Regions from separate parts of the Sus scrofa genome. Here region 2 is linked to region 1. Evidence: chromatin contacts called from public Hi-C data. All regions are on one chromosome and are shown on one strand. The core of a region is the stretch at or near the end of the contact, and the rest is flanking DNA. Distances in the headings are between cores, read along the strand shown. Region 1 has its middle 21 kb from the start of TRNAE-UUC. Region 2 overlaps SLC25A25 (solute carrier family 25 member 25).

Region 1 (4,592 bases), core at 938-3,437:
TGGGCCAGATCCCGTGAGATCTGAGGGAAAGGGGCCTCCGGGCCTTAGGTGGGGGCAGGGCTGAAGTCACTGCTGTGGATTCAGGGCCAGGCACGGGCTGGCACTAGGACTCATTGGGCATTTGCCAAGGTCTCTGCCAGAGGCCTTCCAAGCAGATGCATCTGAACGGCCCTAGGGAGGCTTCCCCAGGGGTCCACGAGGGATGCAGAGGTCCCAGCCAAGTCTGGTGAGTTGGGAAGCAGTGGGCCAGGCTGTGGTCTCCCCAGGGCGGGCTTCCAGCCTTGAGCCAATCTGTCTTTCAGGCAGGAGGAATCCCAAACATCCTGAGTAGTCTCCGTGCCCAGCTGGCACTGGTCCGGTGGCCTGCCCCGTGCACGTGGCTGGTGGTGAGAGGGAGGCGTTGACTTCCCCCTGGGGGAGCCAGGCGGAGCGTGCCTCCTTGGCCAGTAGATAGGGAAGCCGAGGCTGGGGCAGAAATGTCGTGGTTCAGGGTCACTTCATACGAGGAGCTAAGGGCACAGCTGCGTGGACTCTGGTCAGCTCTGACCTCTGTTCCTGTGCCTTAGGACCCCCTCTTTGCAGGCAGGAGCGGGCTGGGCCAGAAAGGGAAGAGGGTGCCCAGGCTTCCTGCCCTGGACTTGGGAGCCTGGCCATCTGAGCAGCAGACCTGGTGCCTGAGGGAGGCTCCCCCCTCATTCTTTCCTTGAATTCTCACTGATCTCCTTAGTGAGGTTTTTACTGGGCAGCCTTTTGAAAAAGGGCACGCCTGCTCCAGCACAGAGGCTGCCTCCCCTCCATGGGCCCAGCCTTGAGCAGGCGGGCATGGAAGGCTTCCGAGGGATGTTTAGGATTTGGGGGTGTGAAGAGGGCCCTGGACAGGTCAGCCCTGCAGCTAGGCCAGGTCTTTGCACACACACTGCAGGCTTGGTTGGGCCTCTGCTTCCCTCTGCCTCCCTCCTGGGAAAAGGCTGCAGACACTGCTTGTATCTGCTGCCCCGCAAGGCCTGCTCTCACTCGCCTTAACATGGAGTTGGTGTGGAGATGGACAGATGGTTCTGTCCCTGGGGCCCAAGGGGACAGGGATGTGGCGGTGCAATGGGACCCCGAGGCAGGCAGGGCATCCACTTCCGTGCTCGGTGCAGGAGCGCTGGAGACAGAGCAGGGAGGGCGAGGGAGGCCAGCAGGCATGGGTCCCTATTCCACACTTAGCGAGCACCCTCTTGGTCCTGGGCTTTCAGAAGCGACTGGGACCAGACAGCCCTGCTTCCTCTTCATGGGGTGGTGACGGTGTGTCTGGGGGCATCTCGGAGACTTCAGAGCTGGGCAGATCTGGGACAGGTCCTCCCAGGACTGACTGTGGAGGCATTTGTCCATCTGTTAGGCAGGTGTCAATTGGGCCCCCACCCCCAGGCTGGACATGCCTTTGCCCTCATGGCGCTCATGACGGCCCAGGATGGGACCGATCACTGTGGTGGGGGGACTTCCCCCAGGAGGTGACCCTTCACAGAGCCTTGAGGGCCAGAGGGGATCGGACTGGAGACAGGTTGGGAAGAGGTTGGGCAAAGGCCCCTGGTGGGAAGGCACTTGGTCCAGGGCGAAGCAAGAGGCTGGCACAGTTGGGGCCGGCTGGAATAAATGAAGATGGGGTAGCTGGGCTGGACCGCTTTTGGCTTTGGGGGTCCAGCCAAGGGACAGGGGAGCAGGGTGCCTGGTTTGCTGATTAGGACACTGGCTCTTGGCTGCCAGGTGGAGAAGAGGCAAGGGGGCCGGACCGGTGTTCAATAAGGATAGTTGAGTGGCTGTGCTGGTGGTGCTGGCCTGGTTGGGCTGTGGCAGCAGAAGGAGGAGAGTGGGCAGACTGGAGAGAAGGTGGGCAGGCCAGGTGGGCCCGTGGGTTTCCTTGTCCCTAGCACCACACCTGGCACTTAGTAGGTGCTGGAAGGTGCAAGTACAGAGAGCACAGTGGCCAAATGTGGCCAGGGTTTTGTTGCCCTCTGCAGCGCTCTTAGTTTTTGACTGCATACAAATCCAGACTCTTGGCTTCTTTTAAATAGGAAGATCTGGCAGCAGTGTCACGTGGCAGCATTTGGCCCAAGGGGATTTGCAACTGCCTCTGCCCTGGGCTGCCCGCTCTGGGCTCCTCCTGGCCCCAGTGCACACCCTTGGATCCCTGACTGTGGTCTGCCAGCCTGGCCCCGGGGCTCCTGTGGACGGCCTTGTGTGTGCAAGCTGGGGGCTGAAGAGGCGGGTGCTTGCAGAGAGACATCCTGCTGGCAGCCTGCAGAGGCCACCCGTGGCAGCCAGGCCATGGCACCAGGCCAGCTCCGAGAGCTCTCTTGGGGTCAGACTCTGCTGCTGGTGCTTTTGGTGAGGCCTAAAGCTGCCCAGCCTGTGCTTGGCCTTGGTGTCTGCTCCTTGGACCTGCCTTTCTCGCCAGCTGGCCACACCATTGGCAGGTGCCAGCCTGGCAGCCCCTACCAACTGGCCTGCCAGCCTGGCAGTGGTAGAACCCTGACCCGAGGTGATCTGGTTCTGTGGAGCCAGGGCTGTTCACTGAGACCGTTTCCTCTGAGCTCTGCCTGGGAGCCACTCTGGCCAGGGCTTCTTAGTAGGAGTCTGATGGCCCCGAGTGCCTGTGAACTCTGCTTGTTCAGGACCTGGAAGTCCTGACTTGTGTTCAGGAAGCCCTGTCTGGACCTCGTGATAGCTGCTAGCACGTCTGCCCACCAGCCTCGGGAGCCTGGGAACGCGGTGTGTGGAGTCTGGTGATGGCCGTGTAGTGACTGCGTGGTCACTTGCCTGCTGCTGGGATGAGCAGAATAACACGCGTGGCAGCTGGTGTAGATTTACCCTCATCTCATCAGACAGGCCTGGAAAGGTTCGAGCTGGGCAGAGAAATCAGATTTGCTGCTAACGAAACCTGGAACTGCCATGGGGCGAGGGCGTGGGGTATCTTTCTTCATTATCTACCTTGTCTGGCAAGTGGTTTGGGTTCTGGGGACTTGTCCAGACCTGCCCCCTGGGCCCCACATGTACTCTGTGACCTGAGATCTGTCACCCCTGGACCTTCTGGCTCTCCATGGGGTCACACTGTGCCGTTGGTGGCCTTGGTGAGGCCTGAAGCTGCCAGCCTGTGTCTGGCCTGGATGTCTGCTTGAGGCTGTCATTGCAAAGCCTTGGTCTCTGCCCTAAGCCTCTTTGGTGCTGGGGGCTTGGAACAGCTCTCGAATGCAGGCCTGAAAGCACCCGCCTCCTCCCTGCCCAGAGGTCACCTGGGAGGGGGCCCCTCTGGTTGGGAGGAAGGAGCCCTGGGGAGGACTCGCCACCTGTGCGGTCAGGCTGGTGCCTTGCCCCTTGCAGGCCTGGGTGGGGAGGACACTCCCATCCTCCTCTGCCTCTTGTTGGTGCGACCTTGAGTGGGGGACTTGGTCCCCAAGGCTCAGTGGCCCTCCCAACCGAGCGGGGCTCTTGGTGCCTGCCGCGCAGTGTTCCTGGGCCGCTGCGGTGAGATAATGCCTGTCAGATGTCCAGCTTGGCTCCTGGCACGTGGTAGGAGCCCTGTGCCGCCGTCTGTTCCGCCCCCGTCCCCGGCCAGGTCCAGAAGGTGGGCTGGCTGGCCTCGGTTGCCCCTCTGCGACAGGGGGCCAGGGCTGACCGTGATGCTGCCAGGTCTTCTGGTCCCAGGTGTGTGGTGTGCGAGGGCACTTCCAGCAGGTGGGCGAGGAGCACATGGGTGTCTAAGGAGCTGAGCCTTACGCTGGAATTCAGGGTCCCCGGGGGTTCTGTGCCTTTTCTTGCCCCTGTTGGCTTGAACCTGCCTTGTCTTGGGGTGCTTGGCTCTGAGCCAGGGCGAGCTGGAACACTGCCCTGAGCGAGGTGGGGCTGAGGTGTGGGGGGCTTCTGCCTGCAGGAAGGGGCCCTCTGCACAGCCAGCTCTGGAACCCACTCTGGCAGGCAGAAGACAGCTCCCCGCCAGGGGGAGGGCAGACTCGGCTGGGGGTCGGGGCCAGGGGGAGCTGGGGAGAAGGCTGGGGCCCTGGCTGCTGACCTCGGCTACACCTTACCCTCCTGGTGTCTGCTTTGGCCGTTGCCTCATCCCCAAGCTCCCTTACCCACTACTTTACTCGGCTGAACTTCTGCTCAGCCCAAGAGCCACCTCCTCTGAGAGGCCTTTCGGCCCTGTGGGCCCTGATCTCAGGGCCCTGCCATCCACGGCCGTGCCTCTCAGCTCCTGCCCCAGTCTGTGGGCAAGAGTGGCCTCAGTTGCATCTTAGTGCCGGAGCTTCCTGCCAAGGGTTGGTGCTGGCACAGGGCTGGGACTTTCTTCCCTGGCCTTGAAGCAGCGTGGGCACTGATGGTGCTGGACTGAGCACTGGTCATCGCCAGCTGCTTGGGCCGGGCCCCTCCCCGCCCTGGTGCTGGAGGTATCAGTGCGTGTCAGGAGCAGCCCTCGCCTGTGTACCGGGCAGCTGGGCACCACCATGGGCTCAGAGGCTGCGATTGAGAGGCAGCTGGGGGCAGTGATGGGCTGTGGTGGGTGGACCCTCTGTTTGGAGTGGGGATGCTCCTAGGGGGATGGGGAGGAGGCGGAG
Region 2 (3,963 bases), core at 8-2,507, 110 kb before region 1:
GGCTGGAATGTGAGACAGATGCTGGTACATGTTCTACCAGCTAACTGCCTGCAGACACAGACACTTGTGCTCCGCCAAGAATGACACCGATTACGTATAGGTTACCACCCTAGATTTATGATGGGGCGGAAATTGAATCTGCATGTCATTTAGGGAGGAGGCGAACACTAGGCGTGAAGCTTGTGGGTATCCAGGTTGCTCTGCCACCAACGCCATCCATGGGCCTTGTTGGGGTGGGTGCCCCTGATACAGACAACCCAAGCATGTGCTCATGCAGCTGATTTCAGATCTTCCAAGTCTGTGCTTCTCCCTCAGACCTATCTCCCTCCTAGGACCCAAATCGCCCTCCCTGCCCCCGCCCCAGGGATACCATCTGAGCTGCACTGCCATCAGGAGCACTGGGGGGGACCGCACAGGGTCTGATTAACAGAAAAGTCAGGGTGTCCTTTAGGAGGCAGGCCACCCCCACAGACTCTAGCTGTCTCCCCAACTTAAAGCAGTGATGATTTCTGCTGCCTCCTACTCCAGAGAGACGCCAGGGAAGGCTGCCCCACTCCTGCCCCTTGGTTGGTTTCACCTAGGGCACAGCCCTGTCACCTCCAACCTCCGAAGCCACGGTTCCAACTCCTGGGGCTCCAACAAGGAGCCTCCCCGCTGGCCTCTCTGCCCCCCAGCTCAGAAAGAGCCCCACAGCAGCCAGACCCGTGCCCCCACATCCTGGCCCCACACTCCTCAGAACCCGCCTCTCCGCAAAAGAATTCCTCTCCATCTCCCACAAATGCCTTCCCTGTAATTCCAGCCTTTCTGGGAAGTCACATGAGAGCCAGTCACGCCCTTGACGTAGCCCTTCAGCCGGCTCTCGCCACGCGACAGCTGCGGGAAAAAAAACCTGGCACGTTCAGAAACAGTGGGGACACGAGAGGCGGCAGGACCCTCTCCCCCGGCTCATCCATTCCCTCGGCCCACCCTGATGCGGCGTACAGACCTGCTTCCACTGGCGGAAGGTGGAGAACTCCTGGGAGGGGATAAAGACACTGAGTTTGAAGATGGATTTCAGCTCGGCGGGAAGCCCCTTGGACTCGAAGTACTGGAACTCGGTCTGAGCTTCCCCATGAGGGGCACATACAGGCACAGGCAAAGCATGCTGGCGGGAGCCGGTTCAGGCGGCGTGCGCACGGGGGAATGCTGCCCAGCCCGGCACACTTGCCCAGGATATGCCGGGGCACGGCTGTCATTGGCTGCCTGAGCCCTGCCCTTTTACTTAATTGAAAAAAGTCGCTCACTGTACTTCCCGCCCGCAGCCAATGAGCACAGGCCCCCGCGAGGAGGTGGAGGCGGCCGGCCGAGTGCGGAGGGATCAGGACTGACGTCACCTGCTCCCCAGTTAACCCTTCGGAGGCAGGCGGCGCATCCGGTCCTGCCTGGGGATCCTGCCCCAAACCTTTACCCTCTAGCTGCCAACCCCTGCAAATAAACAGAGCCTTTGGCTTGTTTTGTTTTTCTTCCACAAGGTCCCCAAACGCGTCACACAGTAGTGGTTTCTCCCCTTAGTAAATCATTCCCAACAGAAAGAGAAGTGGATGGAGGATCGACTCAGTGCTCACGGGTCGGGTGGTTTAGCCATGACGGGAGAAGCTGGTGGGGTCGGGAGTAGGGGGTGCGTCCTGGAAGTGGCTGGAAGGGGTCATTCAACTGCAGGGGGGCTGCCCCCCCGGGGGGCTGCCCCCCCCCCCCCCCCGCGCCGAGCCGGCTGAGCCCTGGACTCAGCTGCCTGGGCCACAGGGCCTTCTAGACTGTTTCAGCTGGCTCTAGGGATCTTTCTCATGCCACCTTGCCCATAAGCACCCCTTCCCCTGAAGGTGCCACCTGGGGACCCCACAAGAGCCAAGGGGCTGACATTGGAGGGGTGGGAAGAGGACATGCTAGGCCAAAGGTCATTGTGCGGGGGGGGGGGGGGGGGGGGGGGGAGGGGGGGGCTCCTCAGCAGCACCAATCTGGGGTCAACCCCGGGCCTCACTTAAGTCCCTCAGACCTAGTCTTTGTGGCCATGTCCACTCAGAACACTCAGAAGTTCAGGGGATTGTAGCTTTCTGGCCTAGAACTGTGCTGCTCCATACAAAAGTTTTTCAACTTTAAATGGATTACAATTAAAGGAAACTAGGGAGTTCCCTGGTGGCCTAGCAGGTTAAGGATTCAGTATTGCCACAGCGGTGGTGCAGGTTCGATCCCTGGTCAGGGAACTTCTGCATGCCGTGGGCATGACCAAAATAAATAAATAAATAAATAAATAAATAAATAAATAAATAAATAAAATAATAATACAAAAGTAAATGAAAGGAAAAATTCATTTCGGAGTTCCCGTCGTGGCACAGTGGTTAACAAATCCGACTAGGAACCATAAGGTTGCGGGTTCGATCCCTGGCCTTGCTCAGTGGAGTAAAGATCCGGCGTTGCTGTGAGCTGTGGTGTAGGTCACAGACGTGGCTCGGATCCCGAGTTGCTGTGGCTCTGGTGTAGGCCAGTGGCTGCAGCTCCGATTAGACCCCTGGCCTGGGAACCTCCGTATGCCGCAAGAGCGGCCCAAGAAATGGCAAAAAGACAAAAAAAAAAAAAAAAAAAAAAAAAAAAATTCATTTCCTTTGTCACATGGCCATATTTGAGATACTCAACAGCCACACAAATTCCCCATATACATCTCTATCATCATGGAAGGTTTACTGAGCAACACCGCCCTAAACTGTCCTGTTTAGGTGAGGATGAGAGAAAACCTCAGGCCCTGGGCCGTCAAGATCTGATCTTTATGTAAGGGCCAGCCCGCCACCTCCACCTCATTCCTCCCCCGGAAAGTGTCAGGTTCCTGCTGCAGAGAAGAGAGGACGACGACGTCACAGAGACGAAAAAGGAATCCATCTCGCCCTGTTCCTCTTACAGCCACTTCCTAATATAGACAAAACCTCACGACCAGGATGGGTGAAAACGGATGGGCATCGTGGGGGGACCCACCAAAGTACTTTTCTGCGTTCACTAAGAAGCTTTTAGTTAAGAACTGGAAAAAGGTTTTGACAGTAAGATACTGATGCCTCTGTGCGTCATTATGAGACGGATTTTAACAGCATATACAATATCTCGGCCTTTCTAAGAGAGACCTGATAACGAGTCTGTAAAAACAGGTCTTGCCCCGTTTCTTCCATCCACCAGGGTGGATCCCACGAGGTACCCAGAGGCAGCTCAGGATTATCCAGGCAGATTCCGGCTCAGCCTCCCCCGAAACCCCGGACACTCAGCTGCCTCTTAAGCCACCCAAATCCAGAACGTTCTGCCTTGGGGCTATTGTTACATACCTCCTATCTCTACGCTTGGGGTCCTTGAAGGCAGAACCTTAGTGCCTCCTTGCCTGCAAAGAGCCCTTGCCTTGCTCATGGAAGGTACTTGACAGAAGCAGTTTCTGAATGACCTCGGCAGGCCTCTGAGACCCCGAGAAACAAACACAATCACCCTTGATGAGGACCCCTCCGTTGCTTTTTTTCCCCAAGGGTCTGCGAAGAGAGTCTGCAGGGTACTTTAATCCACCTCAATGGACAATATATTACTATTTTTAGTTTAAAGGAAATAAAAAAAAAAAAAAAAAAAAGGAAATCCACATTTCTAAGTAAAAGAGCTGAACTTTGCTGAACTTCCTGTGTTAAATATTCACGTGTGCTTCTGAAACAAAAATGACACAGATCTGTTGACGTGTCTCTCTTTCCAATGATCACTCGAGTCCTTCCAACTCAAACTGGCAAATGTTTTGACTGAATAAATACGTTGTTCAACTGGAGATGCTCATTTCCCAATAAACTATAGATTTCAAATAATTCTGGTAAACTTCATTGTGCTATTGAGGGTTTGGGGGGTTCTTTGGGGGGATGTATTTACAAGACAAATCTGAGAAGAGATTTGGAAACGATGCCAAATGAAAGTGAA

The links. Hi-C and Micro-C count contacts between places; a contact is called where the count stands out from the background.
Region 2: a contact with region 1 is called in a Hi-C map of liver, with 6 times the contacts expected there. The contact joins two enhancer-like sites. A contact is called at or near these places in 3 of 47 Hi-C or Micro-C datasets (alveolar macrophages, liver and skeletal muscle) and 2 of 2 datasets of contacts at active chromatin or transcription factors (alveolar macrophages and skeletal muscle).

Annotation. Positions count from the first base shown.
Region 1 is chr1:268,456,391-268,460,982 of Sscrofa11.1, reverse strand. No RefSeq gene overlaps it. Among named protein-coding and RNA genes, the nearest start is that of TRNAE-UUC, 21 kb to the right of the region's middle. Within about 2 kb of position 2,187, at least 23 of the 83 cell types and tissues checked have an H3K27ac peak or open chromatin away from gene starts, as enhancers often do. A contact at or near this core is called in liver and skeletal muscle, where this site is marked.
Region 2 is chr1:268,562,840-268,566,802 of Sscrofa11.1, reverse strand. The region is part of intron 2 of SLC25A25 (solute carrier family 25 member 25); the gene reads right to left. Among named protein-coding and RNA genes, the nearest start is that of PTGES2, 27 kb to the left of the region's middle. Within about 2 kb of position 1,257, at least 54 of the 83 cell types and tissues checked have an H3K27ac peak or open chromatin away from gene starts, as enhancers often do. A contact at or near this core is called in liver and skeletal muscle, where this site is marked.